Linked DNA regions of Hordeum vulgare: region 1 is linked to region 2. The links are chromatin contacts, called in public Hi-C maps. All regions are on one chromosome and are shown on one strand. Each heading gives the region's core, a stretch centred on a gene start, on an enhancer-like site or on the middle of the called end of the contact. The rest is flanking DNA. Distances are from core to core; before and after follow the strand shown. Region 1 holds the start of LOC123425148. Region 2 holds the start of LOC123425144 (pectin acetylesterase 2-like).

What was found. A called contact is a pair of places that touch in the nucleus more often than the background predicts.
Region 1: a Hi-C map of seedling shows a contact between it and region 2, with 4 times the contacts expected there. The contact joins the promoter of LOC123425148 here to the promoter of LOC123425144 in region 2. A contact is called at or near these places in 2 of 6 Hi-C or Micro-C datasets (leaf and seedling) and 1 of 1 datasets of contacts at active chromatin or transcription factors (embryo).

The regions. Positions count from the first base shown.
Region 1 is chr2H:77,961,075-77,966,118 of MorexV3_pseudomolecules_assembly, forward strand. LOC123425148 reads left to right here and starts at 2,969. Exons shown (of 8, transcript XM_045108823.1): 1 at 2,969-3,063; 2 at 3,261-3,332; 3 at 3,451-3,516; 4 at 3,605-3,702; 5 at 3,814-3,939; 6 at 4,069-4,290; 7 at 4,402-4,467; 8 at 4,562-4,950. The coding sequence starts at 3,287. The coding sequence ends at 4,723. LOC123425147 (B3 domain-containing protein Os06g0194400-like) reads left to right here. Exons shown (of 6, transcript XM_045108821.1): 6 at 973-1,168.
Region 2 is chr2H:77,831,375-77,836,566 of MorexV3_pseudomolecules_assembly, forward strand. LOC123425144 (pectin acetylesterase 2-like) reads right to left here and starts at 2,497. Exons shown (of 12, transcript XM_045108818.1): 1 at 1,866-2,497; 2 at 966-1,048; 3 at 722-851; 4 at 495-568; 5 at 181-267; 6 at 1-93. The coding sequence starts at 2,049.

The DNA of each region.
Region 1 (5,044 bases), core at 1,719-4,218, 130 kb after region 2:
TTCATTGCAATGAAGGAAAAACAGTTTGAGTTTGATAATATCTGAGCAGTATCATAGATTCGTAGAGATGGAAAATAACTGCACTTTCTCCCATTTCCCCTTTGGTTTTGGATTTGTGATCAGCTCAATTTCAAGCATATATTGTTACGTTCTGCCAACTTTGTGAAATTGGAGGACCACATTTCATCCGGAGAAAGTTAGCCTCTTTAGAAGAATGCTTCTTTGCGGCCAAAAGGATGTCACATTTTATAGGAATATACTGATTCATGGTTTGGATAGATTTGTTTCTAGCAACGCATTTTAATGGTCGGATGCTCCATGCAGCATTCTGCTGGTCTTGCCCTTCCTGAGATATCAGTACTTGAACTTTATACTCATTTTCTTCTGGATAAAGTAGTACTCCCTCCGTTCCTAAATATAAGTCTTTTAAGAGATTTCACTAAGGGACCACATACGTATATAGACATACTTTATAATATAGATTCACTCATGTTGCTCCGTATGTAGTCCCTTAGTGAAATCACTAAAAGGACTTATATTTAGGAACGGAGGGAGTAGTTTGGTACTCATGTTCCTTGCATGTTTAGTTCACTTTTGCAGACAAATGGATGTTAATTTTTTCCTTGTATCAACATGAAAGGTACGCTCTTAGGCTCTTGGCTGATGTTGGGAAAACTAGTGCATTGCTAGCTTTCCATACCAGCCAAGCTAGATTGTTTATACTGGTGTTTTGTTGCTACTTAAAACAAAAACTAATTAGTCTCTGGATCTCTTCACAAGTAAATGCACACAACAAATTGTTTGCGGTGTGACCTTGATGTATCCTTGTCTTACATCTGAGGTCAAACCATTTCAGCTTACCATCTGTTGAGGCTCTTTTTCAGGTCTTTTAGCGGTTCAGAGAGATATACCCTGAATCGAATCCCAGACAAGTTTGCTAACGGCTAATGTTCGAATTTTTTAACTTTGCAGGCTCCTGGTTGCGTCATGTCAATTTCTATTGAGGTTTGATGGTTCAGAAATCTGCACTATGTCAGGGGTCGGTTAGTTATGTATGTAAGGCAACTGTCAGGCATTCTTAGAACCACTCGTGCGGCTGGCAAGTCGTATGGTAACTGCCGGCATCGTGTAAAGTTTGTCATGTGACGGCAAGTGTGGAACTTGGTTGATTGGTTGATATCCTTTTGCGTTTCTTTCCGTCAATCCCCCCCCCCCCCCCCCCCTTCATCGTTGTATCATTGTCGTCCGGCTACCCTTTTACCCACGGGCATCCGAATGTACAAGGCAACCACTTCACCCAAGGTTAAATACTGAAGGTATAAGGTTTCACCCATTATATAGAGAGAGCTGAAGGATCAAACCTATAGTCGGCCAACAGTTGAGAGTTGAGACCAACCTAACACTGCCAACAGTAAAGGGCCATGAATTAACCAGCTTAGCTAGATTTCCCACTCCTGGAACTTGTTTAGATAAGGCCCCTGCTGCTATTATCCTTCTGCTGATCAGTGATGTAACCGTTGTGACAAATAAATAAAGAGGGCCCCCCTAAAAAAATAATATAAAAGAGGGATTTGAATGTAAAAAAAGAAAGTAACGCTGCCAACAGTAATAAAGGATCAACATCGACACATCATTCTTTTTCCTGGTATATACATATGTGGCCACAAATATTTCGCCCCCGTTTCCAACGAAAAGGCAGGTTCTCTCTCTCTCTCTCTCAAAAAAAGAATTATCTCAAAAGGACAGATTCTCTCTTTGCACGCATCTGCTGTTGTTACATGGCCTGAGGATCATATATATGCCTAACTAAAAAAAACTCCATCGTACATCGTCACACTCGCTGGGTGGCCAGGTAGCTATCTCCACTACACTGAAAATGAAGGCCGACGCAGCATCCAATAGGAGATCATCTTTCTACTCATTTCTCCTTTCGGATGAAGCTTTGTGCATGAAAACTTGTCATTCTCACATGCACTCTGCTGCTCACGCATGCTCTCTCCATCACACACAAAAAGGATAACCAGATGAAAACACAGGGCTCGACGCCCATCAACGCGTAAACAAACGCCGGGACGAAAGCGATGCCATCTTTGGCCTGATCATCACCATGCCAATAAGAAATGCCACACACGTGTCCCGGCTTTTCCACGGCCGAGAGTCTCCGGCAAATCGCCATACCCATGTGACCATGAGCCACTCGTATCCATATGCTCATATGGGCTGTGACGCACGCCGGCCACGAGTGGATTCCTCCACACATCGAACCCTGCACACATAGTTTAACCGGTTTTGCTACAAGTCATCTAGCTGAGTTTTAATTATGTCTTATTTATCTTTATAGTTATTGGATGCGGTGCTATAAAATGCGTGTGTTGTCGTGATTTGTGATACTATTTTGTTTCTTTTTTTATTTTTAAATGAATAAAATCAAATTATATCTTATCTAGATGAATTCTAGTCAGTTTAACGGCCACGTCACCGTCACCTATGCCTGATGGCTACCCGATCGTTCGTCCGCTAGCTTGGTCGGCGGCACCCGAGCTGAACTAAACTAAAGTATACAATGCTTTTAAAGGAAAATTGTTGCGCTGGCTGGCGTAAGTTGGCCGATCCGATCCGATCCTATCCTATCCGACGCCAACTCCACCACCACCAGCATGAACGATCAATAATCAGAGCGGTCGCTGTCCAGTGCAGCACGTCGTCGTCCCCTCGCGTAGGAGAGCACTTTGACGGGAAGTGACGAGCGAGCAAAGAAAGAAGCTGGAGAAGGCAGGAGCCGGCTGGCCGGTGGCCAATAATTTGTGGCTCCGGGGTGGTGGTGCTTCCATCATCGGATAGCACCCACCGGTGTCGCTACCATGTGTCACCTTCCAGAGAGCAGATAAAGCGGAGCCCATCCTCGTCATGTCATGTGTTGCGAGTTGCGACTGTGAGTGAGATGATCTTTGTTGTATAAATAGAGGGGCCTGGCTAGGCGAAATGGCATCCACTGCTGACCTGCGTTGTGTGTGTGTGTGCGCGCGCAGCTCCTGCTCTGTCTTCCTTCCGTTCAGCGTCGAGGTACATGTGCATGCCATTGCAGGTTGCTTGTTGTCTCGGTTTGCTGTTTCTGCCTCGACCTTCCGTTTCTTTCTTGCTACTTTGTTTGGTCACCGGCATGCTGATGCTAGTTCGATAATCTAGTTTGCTTCCTCAGCTGGCCCCCAACTTAACCTTCTTCTTTTTTTCCTAAAGATTTTCTTTCCCCACGGTTGCAGGCACTGCCCAACCTCAACCTGTGAAGATGGAATCCTACGCCAACGGAGCCAAATTTGACTGCCTGCTGTTTGGTACGCCCGTCTATAACTGACGCTTCTTCACTGTACTTGTACAATATTTTTACCATGGAGTTCTCTGCCAGCACTTTGTTTCTGAACCCCTCGTTTGATTGTTTCCTGACCTGTTCAGACATGGATGACACCATCTACCCACTGAGCTTGGGAATCAACTTAGCATGCCGCAAGAACATCCAAGGTAAGTACTAAACTCACACCAAATCTCAGTTTTCATGCTGTAAAATTTGTTTGTCATCATATAATGGTTGGAATTTACCAAACCGCAGACTACATGCTGGACAAACTTCAGATCGAGGAGAGCCTGGTCCCCAAGATGTGCCTAGATTTGTACAGGGAATACGGAACTACAATGGCCGGTCTGAAAGTATGCCTCAGTACACTTAGATTGCCATATTACTCGTTCGAGCTTCTGGTAGCTCCATAACCATTAAACTAACTACTACTGTTACGTTTCAAAAAAATCATGATCCTACAGCTTATGGGCTACGATTTCGACTACGATGAATTCCACGCCAGCGTGCACGGAAAACTGCCGTACGAGAAGCTGAAGCCGGACCCTGTCCTGAGGAGCCTGCTGATTTCGATGCCACAGAGGAAAATCGTAAGCTCATCATTCGTCGCATCAAAAATCCCTCTGATGTTTCTTGCTGCATCAGTTCATTGCTGCATCTGTTCTCCAGCACCGAAAAATTGCTGCAGAAGTTACAGTTTGCTGTTCCATCCACTGCAGATATTCACCAACTCCGACGAGGCTCACGCGGCGACCGTCCTGGAGAAGATGGGGCTGGAGGGATGCTTCGAGGGGATCATATGCTTCGAGACCCTGAACCCCAAGAATCCAGGAGGCACGGGCGCCGGCGGCGACGGCTCCGGCAAGAGGGTCCTCTGCAAGCCGTCCCTCGAGTCCATGCAAGCCGTGGTGGAGATCGCCAAGCTCGACCCCAAGAAGACAGTAAGCAGCACGCAGCTCAGCCATGGATTCCCTCGTCGGTTCTCTGCACTTGAGAACTCCAAGCTGCAGCTGCACCGACTGACTGACAGGGCTGCCTGCCTTGATTTGCAGGTGTTCTTCGACGACAGCCCGCGCAACATCGCCTCGGGAAAATCGGCAGGCTTCCATACCGTCATCGTAAGATCTCACTGTCGCTGCATTAATCCCCACGCCATTGGAGCACCTGTCGGAAACTGAACGAACGCACGCTTTGCCACAAACGATGGTGCAGGTAGGGAGCTCGGCGCTCGTGCCCGGGGCGGACGTGGCGCTGGAGAGCATCCACAACATCAGGGAGGCGCTGCCGGAGCTCTGGGAGGCGGGCGGCGACCACGTCGAGGCCGCCGTCGGCATCCGGTCCGCCGCCGTCGCGGAGACCACCGTGCTCGCGTGAGCCGCCGCCACGTGATCAATACGCTTCGTCCGCCTTGATGACTATATTAACCCTCATATGCTGTGGTGTGCTCGACGATATGGATCCACGATCCATGGTGATGACTGATGAATGCGTAGGTGTTATGTACAGGCCTACTACTTGTGTGCTGATGGTGTGATCGGAAATTCGGAATACCGTAATACAGTAATAAGCACCGTAAATCCGTTAAGATTTACTATTTTGTAGAGGATCGTTGTTGAGCAGCCAAGGCGCTGCGAGCCGCAGCTTTGTAGTGACGACAACGAACAAACGACGATGATGAAATTCTGCGTCCAAGAA
Region 2 (5,192 bases), core at 1,247-3,746:
CTTGACTCTGGTATTTGAGGGAAACATTCCGTTGAACTCATCACAATGAAGTATAGCAGAAGCACCCCCAGCAGAGCATCCAGAAAGAAGGGCCTGGTGGTATCAAGTTGCATCAGGTAAACATAAATGATTTGCCAAAAGCTAATTTTAAAAATGATTTAACTATGGAAGCACCAATACCTGACTAGCAGAACGCATTCCCTGGGCCATCAAGTCATCCATGGCAGCCTGCCAAATACGCTGACCTCGGAAATAAAGGCCTGAAGCCTGAAGGAAGAAAGTTCAGAAATGGATCAAATTGGTTCAGTAAAAAAGAAGAAATACCATGTACATTTATTTCTTTTAGTAGAATGGAGTATCTGTTATGTACAAGACTAAAGAAAAGGATTGTAATGTGATGGAATAACAAGTGTACATGTTTATTTGGGAACTGTTCAAATGAAAAAGGGTCCACCACTTGTGAAATAAAATGCAGAGCTATGATTTGCACTAACCGCGTCAGCCCCATCACCGGTGAAGGATCCACCATCACAATACCGAACCTTCACTCTGTTCCAGTTGTAGAAATCTAAGAGACAAGAAAAACAGCATTACAATTCCTCAAACAAAAATGGTAACAGAGACACAGAGTAATCAACAACCATATTCTATTTTTGGACAAGAAAGTAGTACTATAACTACGCATGACAAGTTCAGGACAGCTAATCGATTAGAATAATACCTGGGTTTTCTTCAGGTCTGTTACTCATTATGCCTGTAAACTGGAGCTGCCTCTCCATGTGGTTTGATGAACCACGCCGACTGCCCTTGCGGAACACACAGCTTTTAACATCATTGCACCAGCCTCCACCCTGGAATTCAATTTAGAATCACCATCATTAGGTATGTTACTCATTTACAATTCCTAGTTCAATTCAAATTTATCTCTCAGTCCACATATATGTGAGTCGTGGAGTATTACACACCTCCAGATTGACAAGCCAATTGTTTGACCCTGATCCAGATCCTCGGTGTAGGTGGTAACCTGGTAAGCTTCCATCCAAGCATACTGTAATGCAATGTCATGGAAGTAAGCATCAGTATTTATCAGCCTACCATGCTATAAGCAATACTCAAATTCTGGTGTAAATGGGAAGAATTACCCCTGATCAGTAATTATAATGCTATAACATTTCAACAATTATAGTGCTTCCAAAATCCAAAGCATTTTGCCGCTAAGAATAGGCTTGTCTGATTCTAAATTTTACACAAACAGAATCTTCACAACACACATTCATAAATGAGCACCGCCCTACGAAAACTTCAAATCTTGAGCAATTTCCTGCCTGGTGTTTCTGTCGGGTGCCCAACTATTTAGGACCTCTGGTATATTTAGAATGGTGACCAAGCAATCATGCACGGTTAGCTCACACAATTCACAGGCAACAGTTGGCATTGAGCCCCCCACCCCCCAATTAGGTAACAAGGATCCATCATGGGCACCACCAGCAAGGCAAGGCTAGATCCACATGCATATATTTATCTAGATCCGCACATGGCACATGCTAGTACTTGTACCTAGCAATACAAGGATAAGACTATGTATGATCACTCAATCAACTAAGCACCTAAGTGGATACTGAAGAGGAGAAAAATAGAACATGAGCCATCACAATCCCTCTACGGCAACAGCAATCAGATTAATCGTTACTCTGACCGACCAGGGTCAACACAGCAGCGACCCGCATCACGCGTCTCAATGAGCCAATCTACGGCAAGCATGTGACATGCGCAATAAAAAACCAATCTTTGCAACAACAAGAAAAATACTGCTACTAGCAGACGGGCTACAGAGGAACAATTGTGGGGGAGGGAGATTTAGTTACCGGCTCCCTTGGCGGCGGCGGACTGGATGAGGGTGAGGGCGACGAAGGCGCCGTTGCTGCCGCTGCCGGAGTTGGCATTGGTGGAGTAGACCCGCGTGTCATTCGCCCACGGCTCGGAGCCGCGCGCCGCTCCCGCCAAGAACCCGAGGAGCAGGGCAAGAAGGGGCCAAGAACCCATGGCCATCCGCCCTTCCCCTCAAGCTCTCTCGCTCCTCGCCCGGGACTGGGAGAGGAATGGATCTGGAAGAGGAGAGGGAGAAGGAGAAAGGATCGCGGAAGTGGCCAAAGCAGAGAAAGGTACTTATACGCGGCCGAGTGCAAGCGCAGCTGGCTGGCAATGGCCGCTGACGGACAAAGGAAAGGAAAAGGCAGGGCCGCTTCCGGAGATTCGGTGCTGCGGTGCGATGTGTTTACTACTGCTGTGGCTGGTTCAGTGTGAACCCGGAGGTGTTACTGGTTGCCGCGTCGTCACGGTTGGGAGGCAAAGCATCTCGGATGCTGCCTGCGGGAGGAAGAAGAAAAAGGTGTGGGTGTGTGACTGACCGACGGTGGAGCTCGGAAGTCGGCAGGAGAGGGGTGGTGAAAAGCGCCGCTCAGCTCGGCTCAGGGAGGCTGTGATTGCATTCACTGCTAGCTCAGCTTTCCGGGGCCCTTGGCTTTGGCTAGCTCGGTTGCAGGCAGCTGTGTGCGGGACGGGACCGACGGCAGGCAGGCAGGCAGGCAGCTGGTTTTTTGTTTATGGGAGGACGCGCAGTTTCAGAAGGGTCCGTTTGGGATGTTCCGCTGGTAAAATCACACATAGGCCTAGTACTGAAATCTTCAAGACGCAACACGTACAGAAACGAAAGCATGGCCTCCTCTTGAGTCTTGGGTCTTGACGCAGTACAGCTCTCTTTCTCTGGCGGAATGTCTGGTCTATCGCGGGGGAACTTTTTTTCACCGAAAGCTGATGCTCGACTCCCTCCACCGACATGTTCATTCCGTCTATTTCGGTGTTAATGCCGCTTCATTTACTACTAGTACTGCTACTAGGTTAGTTGCTGCACCGGCGCAACTCTATGATTTACTACAGTCTGCAGAAAAGAAAATTAGTCCCTTTTCTCAGTCACATTTTGCCTTTTTTCATACACCGGAAAATTGAAAGGCCCTTCCGGCAAAAAAAAAAAGAATAATGGAAATTGCCCGGACCGGAGTCCCATGCGGCAGCCAGAGTACACTGCTGGCCGTACTTAAACAAACCAGGATGACTGAGGATCTGATTAACTACACTGATGGCGACGGAGACGCCACGGATCGTCTGTGGAGCCAGCGATGTGGCTCCTTAATGTGGCCGGCGAATGTGCTTACAAAATGTAGACCCTCTTTGCACGTCAGAATCTTTGATTGGAACGGACCGGTTTGGACTTGTAGGAACCAGACCATGCACTGATTATTCGGTCGCCAAACGGAATAGGAAGGACCACCATTGTTCGGATGCTCCTTGCAACTTGCAACGCTGAATTTGGCTCACTCGATGCATGCATCCACGTACTACGTACGTACGTCGTACGTGCGCTCCATAATCCGTCCATGGAAAACGAGACCTCACCGGCTCTTGGAACCAACCGGCACGGCCACGTGCCTTGGAGCCACAGCTTGACAAGAGCATCTACACTCGGACTTACAAATCTGATCCTCTAGGTCCACGGGCGCGTTCGGGTAGGGATGGAGCCAGCATGCAAGCATAACAGGAACAAGTTTGTTTATGAAAAAAACAAAGTTCATATGAAGTGAAATTTTTTAACTACAACAATCACTATCATAGTAGAAAAAACAATTTGTTAGGGGGACTAGCCCCCCTCGTCCCCATAGATTCATCCCTGCGTCCGGGCGCCCGTAAACAGCGTTTGTCGGCCTTTCATATGTTATGTCGCATATTCATATACCTTGAATGAAACATTTAAATCCATGTTATCCATGTACGTCGATCATTCGATATAAGTTATTCAAATTCAATAGTTCGAAACAAAGCAAATCAAAGCACAGTTTAACAAATCGAACATGCCAAAATGAAATTAATGTCCGAGCGAGAAAGGATACTTGTCGGATCACTAGCCGGACGAGTTCGTCCATGCATCCTACTCGTCCAGCTTGTCATGCTTCGCCTGCATTCGGGTTGCGTCCTCCACTGTCGTAGCCGTCGTTGCCGCCTCGTGCGCCCTACGGTCGTTGATCTCCTTCTTCTCTGCAACCCATTTCTTCGCATGCGCATCCAAGTGGGTTCCATCCACCAACATAATCTTCGCATCCTCCGTGCCCCGTGCGAATTGCAACCTCTCCTTCTCGAGCTCGATCACTCCAAATGGTTTAGCCTTCTCGAGCTCCCATTTGATCACCGCATCTTCCTTCTCCAACTCGATCTTCTCCCTCTCAATTTCAAGCCTCTTCTCTACCCTCATCTGATCCCATTCCATCCTCCCCTTTTATGCATCCAACATGAGCTTGTACCTCTCCTCTTTCTTGTTCTCCCTTGTCGAAAAATGCTCATCTATGTGGACGACATTTCTATAGCCGCGACGTCATAGGAGATCCTTGCCTTCTCCCACTTGTTTCCCACGACTTATCGGTATCCTTTGGCACAATAGCTCTTCCATTGGTGACGACAACCTCGTCTTCCTCATCGTCCAACCCAATGGATTGGTGTGAGCATGAGCCAGCATTCCTCTTCTTGCTGGCCTTGAGATGGCCACAACTTGTGTTCACTTTGGCTTGACATTCAATAAGAGCCAACAACGGCTAAAAGCAAATGGCTTCTTCTCGACCTCGTGATACAAAGTGGCCGCCACTGTCGTCTAGCATACACCATATGTATGAGCACAAGAATGAAAACACATGAAACAGATTGAAATGACAATAAGATGAGGCAATTGAGCTTACATCCCACTTTGAGGTCGTTCGGTCACTTGTGAGTAGTACCCGACATACTTGTTCACTTCTCCTTGAATGACCCCCCATCGATGTTGGAGAGATGACACATTGTCGGTGGTCATGATAGGATGCGGCTCCACATACTCCTTGTGTTCATGATAGTCCTTCTAAATCTTCTCCCAATATGTGGTTCCCTTTTACTTGGTGTCGCTTATTGGATCCAACTTGTGTCCAACCAATATTTGACCAACAATATGTCCTCAAATCTTGTGAAAGTTGAACCTCTTGCCTTAGACATCTTGCTCTTCTTCTTCTTCTTGCTCGAATTAGGATCCGATGTTGCCCCAAGTACAAGTGTGGTGGTCTCCTTCAATTCATAATCCATTTCGGCCGGATCTTCATTGTCACTGATCATGCTTG